Regions from separate parts of the Mus musculus genome. Here region 2 is linked to region 1. The links are chromatin contacts, called in public HiChIP or PLAC-seq maps. All regions are on one chromosome and are shown on one strand. The core of a region is the stretch at or near the end of the contact, and the rest is flanking DNA. Distances in the headings are between cores, read along the strand shown. Region 1 overlaps Sbno2 (strawberry notch 2). Region 2 holds the start of Fam174c (family with sequence similarity 174, member C).

Region 1 (7,151 bases), core at 2,872-5,371:
CAGGCAGGCATCATTTCCTGAAACCCAGCCCAGCCTTAGGGGAAGTCGGAGCCGGTGACTAACCCTCATGCAAATGGGGCCGGCTAGATCTCTTCTGCCTCTGTCCCTGACGGAGCCGCCGAGCCTGCGGCTGCCGTGGTCATGAGGCTGGTGCTCCCCAGCAGCTCTTCCAGGGGGACACGCGGCCACCACTCAGCGCCCCCGCACCCCGACCATGTCACAGCTGCGCTTCTGGCTGCAGTTCGCTGCGCTCAACAAGGTAACTGGCCAGGGATCAGCAGGGCCACCCAGAGCCACCTGTGGCGCCTCTGAGTTCCCACAGGTGGCGGAGCTGTGGCACGGGACGCCCCCAGCCCTGCCCACTCTCAACTTTTCTTGGCAAGTCATAGTGAACATGCCAGAAGTTTTTAAGCCAGAGACTTGAGGCTCAGCGTAGTGGCCAGCGTGAGGACAGCTGTGGGAGGGAGCCTCGGGTACAGGTGTCCAGAGCTGGTCCAGCTGCTCTCTGTATCAGGGGAGGGATGAGCTGGGGTGTCCTCGGTCCAGGGGGACAATTGTCAACACTTCTGCATGGGCTAAAGCAGGACTCAATCTCAGCAAGGTCTGATGGGATAGGAAGAGGCAGGAGCCCATCTTTTCTCTGGGTTGTCAGTCCAGAAGGGGTGGAGGGTGTCTGTGTTTCTGTGGGTCTCTTCTGGGTTTGCCTTCCTGGGCTGGGGAGATGTTTGCTGTGTGACCTGGGACAATCAAGGGCTAGTCCCTGCCAGTCCCTTCGCTGTGGCCTTTCCCACAGAGGTAGGTACCTTGCCAATGTGGGTCTGTGTATACTAGACCCACATTGTAGACAACGGAGTGGGGTCCTGAATTGTCCTGGGGCATTACCTATCAGGCCTAAGCAAGGCCAAACACAGGGTCAGACTGTGGCACTCCAGAAGCCCTGTGTCCAGAGGAAGTGGGTCAGGAAGTTTATCCCTACTGGCCTGGTTGGTAAAAGTTTTAGACTAGTATTGAAGGCTCCAAGTGAGGTGCTTGCCTGCCACCCCAGTACTAAAGGTGGAGGTAGGAGGATTGGGGGTTCAGGGCCAGCCAGAGCAATGTGAGACTGTCCCAGGGTCGTACCGTGCAATCCTCAGGGCTCTCACTTCCTGTCCCTATGTAATGCCCATCACACCGAGTGAGGGGCTTTCCACTGACACATGGTACCCTCAACCATAGTGGCCTGCTGCTTCCAGTGCCTCAGTTTCCCTTCAGTTCCTTTCTCTGTCTATGATCCTTTAGGACATCAGCCATCCTCTTTCTTCAGGCTGTCTCCCTGGGACAGCTGTCCCATCTTAGGCTGAGGCCACTGTGGGAGTCCCTGGGTTTGCCTCCACCCGCCACAGCTGTGGAGACCATCTCTGACTAGCTAGAGCCATTGTGGGAGTGGGGGTGCTGGGTCTAGAGAGCCCTGAGATACGCAGCTCCAGTGCTCCAGGCTTCTCACAACTCCTCTGCCTCCTCCCTTGTCCAGGCCTGGGTTCTCTCGGGATTTTCTCACCATATTGGAGACCAAGGATCGTTCAGGATCCAGACTGGGTGCTGTGCTGGAGACAGGGCACAGGCTGTGACTGTCCAAGTCTGTTCCTAGTATATAATGGGGAAACGGGTCTCAAAAGCCTATCAGGTCCTTTCCTGTCCCCTGAATGCAGGCTGCCACCTCTGCAATGGGGTCATAGTGCCCTGTGAGGTGGGGGTTATAGAACCCAGCCCCATAGCAACCCACGGTCACTTGGGGTTCCCTAGGAAGTCACTAGATACCCAGACAATTGCCTCCCCTTTTCTGGGTAAGACCAAATGGCCCTGGACATGCTAACCCTCAGAGAAGATGGGCAGTTACCCAGGACCAAGACTCCTGAGTCTAAGAAAATAAGCCCTGGATGGCAGCCTCACACCAGGCTGGGTAGGCTGAGGGCCATACTCAGGGCTCTTCTGTCTCTTCTGACCTTGAAGCCTTGAAACCCCGTTGCCTAGTCACTTAGCCTTCTTGTCTCCTGGGGCAGAGCAGGTGACCTGTAACGGGTTACCTAGGTTCAGGACAGCCCCTTCACTCAGCATAGCCCTATCCTCCCTGGCCTCTAAGCACCCGTTCACCTTGGGTGTCTCTCAGGCAGAGCCTGGGGAGCCTGTTGTGCACCCTTGAGTGCTCACTGTCAAGGCTGGGGGGAGGGTGTGTAAATGGACTCTCCACAGCAGCTTACCCCTGGTCCTGATTGTAGTCCTGTGGGACTTCCTGGCCTCCTGCCCTGCCAAGGCGATGCTCCCCGGGCTTCCTGGGAGCCGTCAGCAGGACAGGTCGCTCTGGTTACCTGATCCTGAACTGAAGAGTACTATGCTGCGGCTGCTGTGGGACACAGGCACAGTGAGACAGACAGGGTGACTGCCCAGGCGCAGGCCTCAGGGGCGGCACCCTGGCCTCCAGAGGTCCCTTATGCGTCAGGGTTGGGACATGGAGAATCCCAGCCTGCAGGTGCTCTCAGGGACTCAGGGTGGAGAAAGGACTCCTGTCTGTCTGGCGTGGTGGCTCACTCAGGAGGCTGGGGGAGAACTGCAGTGACTCTGAGGGCAGCCTGGGCTACAAAGTAAACAGCGTGGTTATTCAGGTTCATACATATTCCATAGTTCATTTAAACTGTACATTCCTGTGGTTTTAATGTTGTCGTCGTGGCCATCACCCCACCCTTCCCCAGCTCTGGGAATGCTGAGCCACTTGCTATGCCTGCGTTCTCTAGTCTGGACATTTTCTGTTATGGAGTCCCCGCTGTGTGGCCGGCCTTGCGTGTCTTGCCCTCACTGAGCGCCATGTCCTCATGGTCACTCCATGCTGTGGTGTCCTGTTCCTGGCTGTGTGATACTTGGAACACATGGTTGCTCGCCTGGACCCTGAGTGCACACACAGCTGGCCACTGTGTCACTGCTGCCTGTCTCCTAGGACCCCTCATGCCTCGAGGACCTCTCCAATGCCTCTGTCTTCTCTTCATCTGTGGATTCCCTGTCAGACATCCCAGACACACCTGACTTCCTGCAGGCTGACAGCCTCAACGAGGTGCCTACCATCTGGGATGTCAGCACCACCTCAACTACCCATGACAAGGTCAGCATTCAGGGCACCTCCAAGGGCACTCTGGTGACACAGGTGGACAGGTGGCAGAGCTTGTGATTGACAACAGTGTGTTCAGGCCTGGGTTATAAGGGGTCCTATACCCCAGGCTGGCGGGCCAGTCCCACAGCCCTAAAGGCCTCCACATACCCCATGTCCCCTCATGCCCCATACTGGGTCCCAGCTGTTGTATACCTGCTAGGAACACAGCGATTCCTAGAGAGAGTGGAAAGCAGTTTGAGTTTATTTTTGTTTGGTTTCATTTAGTTTCTGAGCCAGGATCTCACATAGCCCAGTCTGGTGTCAACTTTACTCTTTTAGCCAAGGTTGCCCTTGGGCTACCAATCCACCTATCTCAGTCCCTGAATCCTGGGGTGACAGGTGTGTGCCAGCATGTCTGACTCTAAAGGTAGCTTGGGTCACCAGTTCTCATCCCAGGCTCTCCACCCTCAGTGGACCTGATGGATGGTCTACTGTGACTGACCGCCACTTTGAGGCAAGCAGTGTCTCTCAGGGGACCCTAGCTTCTGGGGTCAACTTCTCTCTGTCCACCCACTCAGCAGGCAGGTGACTGTGGGACACAGAGGCTTCCGGGTGTGCAGGACTCTGACCTAGAGGGATCTTAGCCAGCAGTTATTTTTGCCCCCAGGGGACACTAACAGTGTCTGGGAGGTATGTATGGTTACTCTGTCGGGAGCTCCTGGCATGGACTAGGCCTTGCCAGGGTCTTCTAGATGGAAGCTTCTAGACTTTGAGAGTGTAAGTTAGGGAGGCTCCCAGGAGTCTTCAGGAAGGAAGCCTTGGTGCCATACAGCTCAGAGTTAAGGGCTGACAGTGCAGTTGGTGCAGAGCCAGCAGGACCGGCAGTCCCTGTGTGTCCCCCACCCCCTACTGTGTGGAGCTATGAGATCAAGGCCACAGGGTACTGCCTATCCTGCCCAGGGCCCCAGGCTGCCTGGACCAAGCGCCACAGCCATATCTGAAACCCAACACCCTGTGCTGCTCCAGCCCGGAACATGACTCAGCCTTCCAGGAACCTCCACAGTCTGTTTGGGTTTTTGTTAATTTAAGAAAGAAAAAAAAAAAAAAAAAAAAAAAAACAAGGCAGGAGGGTTGAGTGTGGACTTGTAACCTTCCCAAGCTTCCGCTGGCTTTCAACACCCCTGGCCCTGTGCCCAGCAGAGCAAGGGACATGTGACAGTGACTGTGCCTGAAGTGCCTCAGAGACTCCTGTCCCCCCTCAAGGATGCTGCATCTGAAGCAAGCCCTCCAGGTTAGGGCTGGAGGCTGAGCAGCTGTCCCTGTGCTGCCAATCAGAGGGACTGTGGCTCAGTGGGGAGAGTGCTCCCTGGCATGCACCAAGCCCTGCGCTCCGTCCTCAGCACCAGATGGCCCAGGTGTGGTGTTGTCCCCGTAATCCCAGCACTCAGAAGGTACAGGGAGTTCAGGGTCACCCTCGGCTCGTTAGGGTGTTTGAGAAGACCAGCCTGGGCTACATGACCCTGGTCTGAAAAAGACAAAACAAAACAAACAAACTAAGGGGTATGATGCCTTTACCGAGGACACAGGCTCTGTCCCCAGCTTCTACATGGTGAGCTCAGCCGTCTGTAACTCTAGTTTCGGGGGGTCTGGCACCTTCTTCGGGCCTCGGTAGGCACTACCTTCACACAGTGTGCTTTATATACATGTAAGGAAAGCACCCATATGTACAAAATAAATCTTTAAAATCTATCTGTATGTCTCTAGATTGAGGAGTTGAGAATCAGTGTGCAAAAGAGAGCCATGTACCCTGAGTGGCTTTAGACTCAGCCCGCAGGCCAGGCCACACCACTTGTCCAGACCTGGTCAGCACTGTGGTCCATCCATATCTCCTACAGAGGGACATTTGCAGTTTGGTCACAGTGTTGGGGACATTCTCACTCTGTTGCTCACAATAGAACCTTCACCCCGAGGAGGCCCTCAGCCCCCCCCCCCCCCACACACACACAGGTAGTAGGGCAGTTCCTTAGCACAGATTACTCCCAAGGACATTTGCCCAGCCCTCAGGGCCCAAGTCTGCATCCTGGGACTATCTGGCTGGCTTTTGTCCACTTTTCCCTGGACCAGGGGCTACCATCTTGGGGTCTCCCATGTGCCACAGAGACACAGACTGTTGTCAGCCCTCCCTACCATGGTCTGCCAGGTCCCAGGATGAGTCAGGCAAGGCTTTGGTCCCTGAGGCTGAGCAGTCCCCTGTCTAAGGACACAGACACTGCCATAGAAGGCCATGGCTCACACCCTGCCCTGCTGTCCCCTACAGCTGTTCATACCTAGTGGGCCATTCTCGGCTCCTGAAGACCCGGTGACTTCGCTCTCCAGCACTCCACTTCTCATCAGCTATCAGGTGATCTGAGTGGCTGCAGTGTTTCCTGGGGATCTAGAGATACTCCGAAGGCATCTCCAGTGTGCCATGCCCTGGGCAGCCTGGGTGCTGGGATGCCCTACCCGTTTTACAGTTGGGAAAACTGAGACCCCACCTTAGGGCTGAGGGCAGAGCCACGTCAGTGTGCTGGGGCCACTTTGTGCAGCATCCCTGCTGCCCTTGGGGAAGCTGGATCACTGCAATGTGGACCAGACCCCTGAACTGTCACCCACCCCCTATAGTCACACAGCCAGCCTGAGGAGGAAGAAGGGGAGGAAGAGGAGGAGACTGAGGAACTGGGCCATGCTGAGACCTATGCTGACTATGTACCATCTAAGTGTAAGTGTCTGGGCCAGGGATGGCACGGAGACACCACTAAGAAGACGGGTGGGTTCATCATCCACAGTGTGGGGCGTCAGGAGCAGGTTGTGTGTGCAGTGGATGAATGGCATCCTGCTGGCCACTCTTCCTTTGTCATGTGCCAAGTCTGCCTGCCCTCTGTCCCCTGTCCAGCCAAGATTGGAAAGCAACACCCAGACCGTGTGGTTGAGACCAGCACACTGTCCAGTGTTCCACCCCCGGACATCACCTACACCCTAGCGCTACCCACCTCAGACAACAGCACCCTGTCTGCCCTACAGCTGGAAGCCATCACCTATGCCTGCCAGGTAGCTGGCCTCCCCCCCCCCCCCCGCCCCAGCTCATAAGGAGGGTGCCAGGCCTCCCCGCCCCACCACCACCCCCGCCCCAGCTCATAAGGAGGGTGCCAGGCATCCCCGCCCCAACCCCCACCCCCACCCCCAGCTCATAAGGAGGGTGCCAGGCCTCCCCGCCCCGCCCCCCCCACCCCAGCTCATAAGGAGGGTGCCAGGCCTCCCCGCCCCGCCCCCCCCCCCAGCTCATAAGGAGGGTGCCAGGCACACAGGCCTGACCCACCTCTGTTCATGCTCACCACAGCAACACGAGGTCCTGCTGCCCAGTGGGCAGCGTGCTGGTTTTCTGATTGGGGATGGGGCCGGCGTGGGCAAGGGCCGCACAGTGGCTGGCATCATAGTGGAGAACTACCTGCGGGGCCGGAAGAAGGCATTGTGGTGAGTACCTGCCAGGCCTAGTGGAGCGGGTAGGTGGCATAGGGTGGGACAGGGAGGCGTTCCTGACCAGGCGACTCCCGTAGGTTCAGTGCCTCCAATGACCTCAAGTATGATGCGGAACGGGACCTGAGAGACATTGAGGCCCCAGGCATTGCAGTGCATGCATTGAGCAAGGTAGGCCAGGCACAGACTGCCAGCTGAATCCAAACCCCTTTAGTAAGAAAAGAACTGAGGCAGGGAACTGTCCCAGCTGAACTAGGTTTCCCTTATCAGGGGGAAAATGGAGGCTTGTGGGTGGCCTGGCTATGCCAAGGAATCTTTCCCAAGAGGTAGTCTAAGCCAGGGAAACCCCTGAACACATCCCCATGTCTGAACCTGTGTCCACAGATCAAGTACGGTGACAACACTACCTCAGAGGGTGTCCTCTTTGCCACCTACTCTGCCCTGATTGGAGAAAGCCAGGCAGGTGGGCAGCATCGCACACGCCTCCGCCAGATCCTGCAGTGGTGTGGTGAGGGCTTCG
Region 2 (6,818 bases), core at 3,421-5,920, 100 kb before region 1:
TCCAGGCTTCACTCATCAACCCTGGTTGGTCACCCATGCCCCACCCATGCCACTCTGGTACACAGGGCAAAGCCTCAGGCTCCTGATCTCAGTGTCTGGTGACTCTACAGCCATCAAAGGCCACATTGCCAGGCAGGAGGCTAAAATTATGCCGAGAGAAATTTCTCATTACAGAATAAATTGTACCAAATTGCCCGCCTGAGCTGAGACAGGGCTGGGCAGTTGGGAGTTGGGGGTGGGTTATGGATCCCACAAGTGCCCCCCTTCTAGCTTGCCACCTGCAGAGTAAGGACAGGGTAGATATTTGCCCAACCCAAGCAATAGGCACCCACTGGAGCCCAAAGAAATAATAATCTTTGCATTACTGGCAAACAGAACCTCAGAGGAAATCCTCCCTCCCTCTTGCCTTCTTCTCTTCTCAATGCAAGCACTCCCTCCTCCCTTTTCTATACCCTCCCACCATTCATCCCCCCTCCCATCCCTTCTCATTCTCTCCTGTCTATCATCTTCCCCTCCCCTCAAGCTCAAGGCACAGGTCAGGCTTTGATCCCAAACCCATCTTCCCACAACTAGAACTGTCCAAGTCCCAGCAGACTGCTGTGCCTACCCAGGCCCCTGTTGGGAGAGGCTAGCCTGAGCCCTACAGAGGGACTCAGAGTACCCTGGCCTGCCTTCCCTTTGTGGAACTCCATCCATGTAGGGTCGCAGCTGTCAACTCTTGACTTCCAAAGAAGATGTGACTGGTCTGTGACATGCACTTGCCCCCATGTCCCCAATGGAGCAGCTGACAGCTAGCTCTTTGGGGGCGAGGGGAGCACCAAGAGGCTTGGTTTGCCCATATTGGGGGGATGATGCTTCGGGGGACAGTTTATTTTTTTCCTGTATTGTGGTGTGGCACTCTGAAGGCAATTTACAGGAGTTTGTTCTCTCCTTCAACCACGTGGGTCCAGGGATCAAACTCCGGCTTGGCAGCATGTGGCTTCACCTGCTGAGCCTTTCTGCCAGTCCAAGGCTCAGATTCAGGATGGGTACAGGTGGCAACAGCATTCTGAGTTCAAGCCCCTGGCCCTGCTGTGTGTGTGCTGAGAGCCACCCCAGGTGCACACACTCACACTCCTCACCCCAGGGGCACACACTCACTCCTTGGGCACTCACAGGCTGGCCAGGGCCCAAGGCCTTCCATCTTGCCTGACAGGCCCTTCTCCCAGCTTTCAGCTGTGCAAGAGCACTGGCTAATAGTGCATTAACCTTGATGGAACTGCCAATTACCCCTGCTAATGCTGGGGTTCAGTGACTGCGGATGGTGGTGGGGCCACCCTCCCTGGGAGCAGAAGCAGGGGTGGGGGCTGGGGTCTCTCCTGATCTCATTAGACTAATCACCCTCTCTTTTGAAGCTCCAGCAATGGCTGAGCTGAGGAGCCTGGGGCACAGCTCCAGGGACTAGAACCAGGCCCATATCAGCAGTCATAACACAAAGATGGGGAATGACCAACAGGGCACAGGAACCCCAGACCTGTGACTCAGGAGCTCTGGATTCCCCTGGGTACAAGTTGGGAAAGCAGAACAGAGGTTTCCTGCGGGGAGCACCCCAGGCTGAGGAGAGACCCAGCCACTGAAGGGGGCAGATAGAGACATACAGGGTGGGCTATGGCTTGGCTCTCCATCACACCCAGCCTGACACCAACACTCATAGTAAGTAGGCTCAGCCAGCCTCAGGGACCCAGCTCAGACCAGTGGGAGTATCAGTGGGTATGGAAGTGGAAGAAGTCTGGACACCTATAGGGCAGGAGCTGGACAAGGAGTTCCGACTATGAGGGTTCTGAAAGAGGACCAATAGAGGAGACCTGGTCCCAGAGTAACTGGGGGCGGGGGCGGGGGTGGGGGAGCTGGGAGGCAGGCTAGGTGGTATGTGGCTGCCACCTGGTGGCAATTAGTTGTTATGACCAAGCAGTGTGGACTCAACACTGAGGAAAACTGAGGTTAAGACCTCAAACTGCAAGTGACTTAGCATCCCTATCCCTCTTCCCTAAATTTAAGCACCAGAGAGGCAGGTGACTGGCTAATTCTGAGCTGTAGCCCATAGGATCCTGAGAAACTGCAGTAAGTGACTATACACTGAGCCAGAGTGTCATAACTGGAGCCTTGGAATAGTCTCTCTCGCTCTTACCCTCTTACCCTCTTGCCTCTCTTTTGCCTCTTGCCCCCTTACTCCTAATTCCCTTCCCCCCCCTCTCTACATGGCCATGACCAGGCCCCATTTCTCTACTCTCTCCTTCTCTCTGCCTTTCTCTGCCTCTGCTACCCTCTTAACTCCCCTCCCCATGCCCCGAATAAACTCTATTCTATACTATAAAAAAAGAAAAAGAAAAAGAATAGTCTCTAGGGACAGTGACATGAACAGGAGAGCCCTGTCCTAGGCAGGGCAGCCAGGCATGACACCCTCATTCACTTCACCAGGACACCTGAGTGTGGCATCAAGGGGGAGGTCTCAGATAAGCTACAAAGCCACTCTTCATTTATTGTTGCCAAAGCAGCAGGAAGGCGCACAGAGATCCTCAGGCCCCCTGCTCCATCACACCTTATCAGAGGATGCTCTTGTCCCTTACAGGAGGCAGGCTGACGGAGCAGCCCACATCAGCCTGGCCTTGGGGCCCTCCAGTCTGTGGGCTAGTCTCAATGAGGTCTCTATGCTGCCCCCTAGGGCCTGTGCAGGCTCTGTCCAGGAAGGTTGACATCAGAGCTCACAGAACTACATGTTTTCTCTTGTCCTTGCAGCCTGTCATCTCCATCTCAACATCTGCAAGGGAAGGAACAGGACAAGATATGGTATTGAAGGATGGGACTGGTTGGGCCTCCTTCCAACCCAGCCCAGCCCAGCCTGTAGAAGGTGATGTCCCTTGCAGGTCCACCAGGGTAGGGAGAAGAGACCACAGAAGATGATAAAGTTGGTGTCCAGGGCCCTTGGAAAGCCAGATCTAGTGCCTATTGTGGTCTTGGCTCTATAGCAGCCATCACCAGGACAGGACACTCAACTCTGCTCAGAACCCTGAGGAAGCCACCTTTGTTCTCATTGCAGTTCTGCTCTACCCTCTGTGGTACCACATTCCCTGTGTGGCACTTTCCTCCAACATCTGTTTCCATTAGAGCTTCCAAAACCCCTATTGACACTCCACCTTCTTGGCACACTCCCAGCCCCTCACTGGGGGATTCTAGCTCTGAGATAGACCCTGAGCCCTTTTAGAGACATTGTCCCTTGCTAGTTTGTCTCAGTGATGAAGTCCTTCCTACCATCTCAGATTCCTGGTTTCAAAGACAGTCTCTTCCTCGCTGTCCTGAGAGGCCATCTCTTCATGCTCCTCCGTGTTGGTCAGGAGCCCATACCTCCTTCGCTGTGACTTCTTGAGTCTGCAGGACAGAAACACCCTCAGAAACAACTTCAGCACGGGTGACACCAAGTCCAGGGTACCCACGCAATGCTTCCCTCCACCCCCAAAGCACTTGCCAGATGTGAATCCTTTGTCATAAGAACTACAAGTGCTCCAGGCGTGGAGGCGCACGCCTTTAATCCCAGCACTCGGGAGGCAGAGGCAGGCGGATTTCTGAGTTCAAGGCCAGCCTGGTCTACAAAGTGAGTTCCAGGACAGCCAGGGCTATACAGAGAAACCCTGTCTCGAAAAAAAAACCAAAAAACAAAAACAAAAAAACAAAACCCAAACTATAAGAGCAACTCTTGGCATAGTGAAAACCACGGAGGTAGAGGCATGGATACTATTGGGTTGGATTGCCAGCCACAGCTTCCTAATTAAAGCACAAGGCACTGTCATAGCAGCTAAGAAAAAAATGGAAGATGAAAGGCTGGTTTCTTTTTTCTTTGATTCAGTGTATTGCAACACAGGCTGACCCTTAACTTCTGATCATCCTGCCTCCAGTTCCAAGTGTTGAGATGACAGACATGTATCAGCACACAGCATTTTGCAGGTGTTAGGCAAAACTTTTATGAGCCTCAGCCAAGGAAAGAATTTCTGCAGTTTTTGCAGTACAGCACGTTTTTTCCCACCCCTGTCACCACACCACCAGAGAGGCTGAGTTAGGAGGATGGCCATACTGCGGTCGCTGCCCACCTCGTCAGCCTTAAAATCACAATTAAAGAGACAAGAATAAGAACCAGTCGGCCGGGCGGTGGTAGCGCACGCCTTTAATCCTAGCACTTGGGAGGCAGAGGCAGGCGGATTTCTGAGTTCGAGGCCAGCCTGGTCTACTCTACAGAGTGAGTTCCAGGACAGCCAGGGCTATACAGAGAAACCCTGTCTCGAAAAACCAAAAAAAAAAAAAAAAACAAACAAACAAAAAAACCCAGTCGGCAGCCTGAATCACGTGCCCTCCCGCCCATTTCCTCCTCCCCCTGACTCACTAGATGCTGATTGGCCGCGCTAACGCACCTAAAAGCCCGGATGAGGAAGTAAAGCGAGATCAGGCCGCAGAGCCCAGTGATTACGTAGAACAAGCGGAGCACCGCGGAGCCCGTGTCCCTGTCCGGGAGCCTCCCGTTTGTGTGGTTATAAGGTGGGCCCGGCAGGCTGGAGTTTTCAGCGGAACCAGGGTTGCTACACCAGAGGAGCAGCAGCAGCAGCAGCATGCGTAGTGCCATGCCGGAGCTGAGGCGGAAGTGCACACAGCCCCGCCCCGCCCACAATGCCCTGCGCAATCCTAGGGTTGTTCATCTTAGCGCCTTATTATGGAGATGGGTGGACACTAAGACTCTTACCCGCTGCGCCCTAGTCACCCCTATCCCTGCCACGTCTCAGACCCAAGCCACAGAGTCGGGGGTTCTGGGTCACAGCCCTTTATTCAGGCAACCCAACCCCCCCCCCCCCGCCCCCACAACATTCTGTCCCAGCGACCACGCCAGCCCAGCTTCTTTATCTTTTCCACAGAAGCCTGCATCGCCCACGAGCCAGGTGCTAGCTCAGGAATTGCCTGGAAAAGAAGAGAAGAGATCAATCAGGGAAAGTCCAGTCCAGCTTCTAGGGGTGGGGGATCCCTCAACCCTCTGAGCACCCGGAGTGTCCAAGGACCCCAGGCCTTGACCTCGGGCACTCACCGGGCAAACTGTGTGCAGTCTATGGCTCCAGATCCTGTGGAACCCTCTAGGACCCAGAGTCAGCCATCCTCCCATGGCTCAGGTTGGCTCCCCTTCATCCTGCCAAACAAAGGCGCGTGACTCTTGGCATCCCTGTGGGCCTGCAGCGCCTGCCCTCCCACCTCCCACCCTCACGGCGCCCAAGTGGTTCGTCCCAAGGTGGCCATGCCCAGGGCGTCAGCGCCCTTTTGCAGCCCGCCTCGAGCAGAGCCGGGCTCTGTCCTGCTCAACAGCTTCACGGACTCTGGGCAAAAACTAAAGGCAGCAGCGCAGGTCTAAAGCCTGTCAAGCAAGGACCAAAAACATGCCCAGAAAGGCAGGGCGCCCGGTAGCTCTGGCCGGCCGCGTTATACTGGCGGGAGGTACCACCAGTTTGACTCAGACTTCCAGGAAGCAAATGTCAACCCCAAGTCTAAGTTTCTGTCCAAGTGAGCTATAAACCGGAGGGATGCGACACGAGCGCGAGCGAAAGTGTTACCTCGAGGCACAGGCCAGCTGCAGAGCTAGCGGGGGAGCAGCGGGCGAGTCTCGGAGGGTCTGTGGCTCGCGTCTGTCCCCCGAGGGCTGCGGCTTCGGAGGCTAGCAGAGAATGCCTGGAACTGGCGGGGCGCAGCCGCTAGGCAGCCTCGCTGGCCCTGCCTGCACCCGGCCCTGTACTGGGCGAGGCCTCTGCCGCCCTGCAGCCCCTCAGCACTGCCCACTCCCGTCCCCACTTGGCTGCTTGTTGCCTCCCGCACTGCCCTGCCTTCCTAGCTGCTCTGCTGGCCACGGAGCCGCAGCTCAGTGTCGGCAATGAAAGGGAAATGGTCAGAGCGAGATTCATTTCACACGGTCTTTTAATCGGCTTCGTGAAGCCAAAGAAACTGCGTACAAGAATTCCTCAGCCACTGTGAATACAACATCGATGGAGTATGCATGTCTTCGGTAAAAAAGGACAATATAAATAAACATTTCCACAGCCTCCCGGACTGCTATGCTCCCCATGGGCTTGAGACATGTGCCCGATGGGCAGGACCTGCTGCAACTCCGCAGCCGGGCTGGGGAGCTGGAGGGCCATGGCTTGCTCAAATCGAGTCCATTCCATCTCAGGAGGGGTGGGGCGCCAGACTTCAGGGGCGACCACACAAAAAAAGAAAAAAAAAGAAAAGCCACAACCAAAAAACCTGAAAAAACAAAAACGAGTAACCAAAACCCACACAACCCGACAATTTAGAAAAAACAAAAACCCATGGCTCATGGTAAACAGTAAAATCTGAAGTGCTTTCCAAAACGTTTTTAAGAATACTTAAAAACAGACAGCGCTTCCTTAAAAACAGGTCTAGTCACGAGGCCATCTTGGGTCAGAAGCAGGCTGCTGACGGGTCAGAACGGAAAGGACTACAAAAGTGGGAACAAGGTGCTCACTACACAACGATCAGCGAAGCTCCCCCATCTTAATTACAGCCATGGAAGGACGATCTGGACGCGGAGGGCTTTTACTCGTTGTGTGTAGCTGAGGACAGAAGCGGGACAGTGTAAAGTCACTGGAGCTTGTGCTCCGCCCGCGCGCGTGGGAGGTGGCACAGGGTTTCATGCACCTGGTGCCCTGACCTGTACGGCAGGCCTGGTAGCTGCGCCCAAGGCTGAGCGGCTTAAGATGCTCTGAGGACACAAGGGTTCACCGAGCCCAACCGCAGCC

Evidence for each region. HiChIP or PLAC-seq counts read pairs in DNA pulled down with a chosen protein or histone mark.
Region 2: an HNF4G HiChIP or PLAC-seq map of pancreatic cancer cells shows a contact between it and region 1. The contact joins the promoter of Fam174c here to the enhancer-like site in region 1. A contact is called at or near these places in 7 of 39 promoter capture datasets (the 3T3-L1 cell line, 3T3-L1-derived adipocytes, the C10 cell line and 4 more), 1 of 15 datasets of contacts at CTCF or cohesin (the NIH/3T3 cell line), 11 of 484 Hi-C or Micro-C datasets (CD4 T cells, CD8 T cells, the G1E-ER4 cell line and 7 more), 6 of 115 datasets of contacts at active chromatin or transcription factors (CD8 T cells, the HPC-7 cell line, effector CD8 T cells and 3 more) and 2 of 9 other capture datasets (adipose tissue and liver).

The regions. Positions count from the first base shown.
Region 1 is chr10:80,068,336-80,075,486 of GRCm38.p6, reverse strand. Sbno2 (strawberry notch 2) reads left to right here. Exons shown (of 32, transcript NM_183426.2): 5 at 2,969-3,130; 6 at 5,436-5,519; 7 at 5,780-5,876; 8 at 6,051-6,205; 9 at 6,495-6,628; 10 at 6,712-6,802; 11 at 7,016-7,151. Among named protein-coding and RNA genes, the nearest start is that of Gpx4, 18 kb to the right of the region's middle. Within about 2 kb of position 4,121, at least 215 of the 459 cell types and tissues checked have an H3K27ac peak or open chromatin away from gene starts, as enhancers often do. A contact at or near this core is called in 3T3-L1-derived adipocytes, the G1E-ER4 cell line, the HL-1 cell line and 8 more, where this site is marked.
Region 2 is chr10:80,170,796-80,177,613 of GRCm38.p6, reverse strand. It overlaps Fam174c (family with sequence similarity 174, member C), which reads right to left and starts at 4,670. Exons shown (of 3, transcript NM_027207.2): 1 at 4,440-4,670; 2 at 3,289-3,405; 3 at 2,495-2,797. The coding sequence starts at 4,648. The coding sequence ends at 2,797. It overlaps Cirbp (cold inducible RNA binding protein), which reads right to left. Exons shown (of 7, transcript NM_007705.3): 7 at 5,959-6,632. The coding sequence ends at 6,616.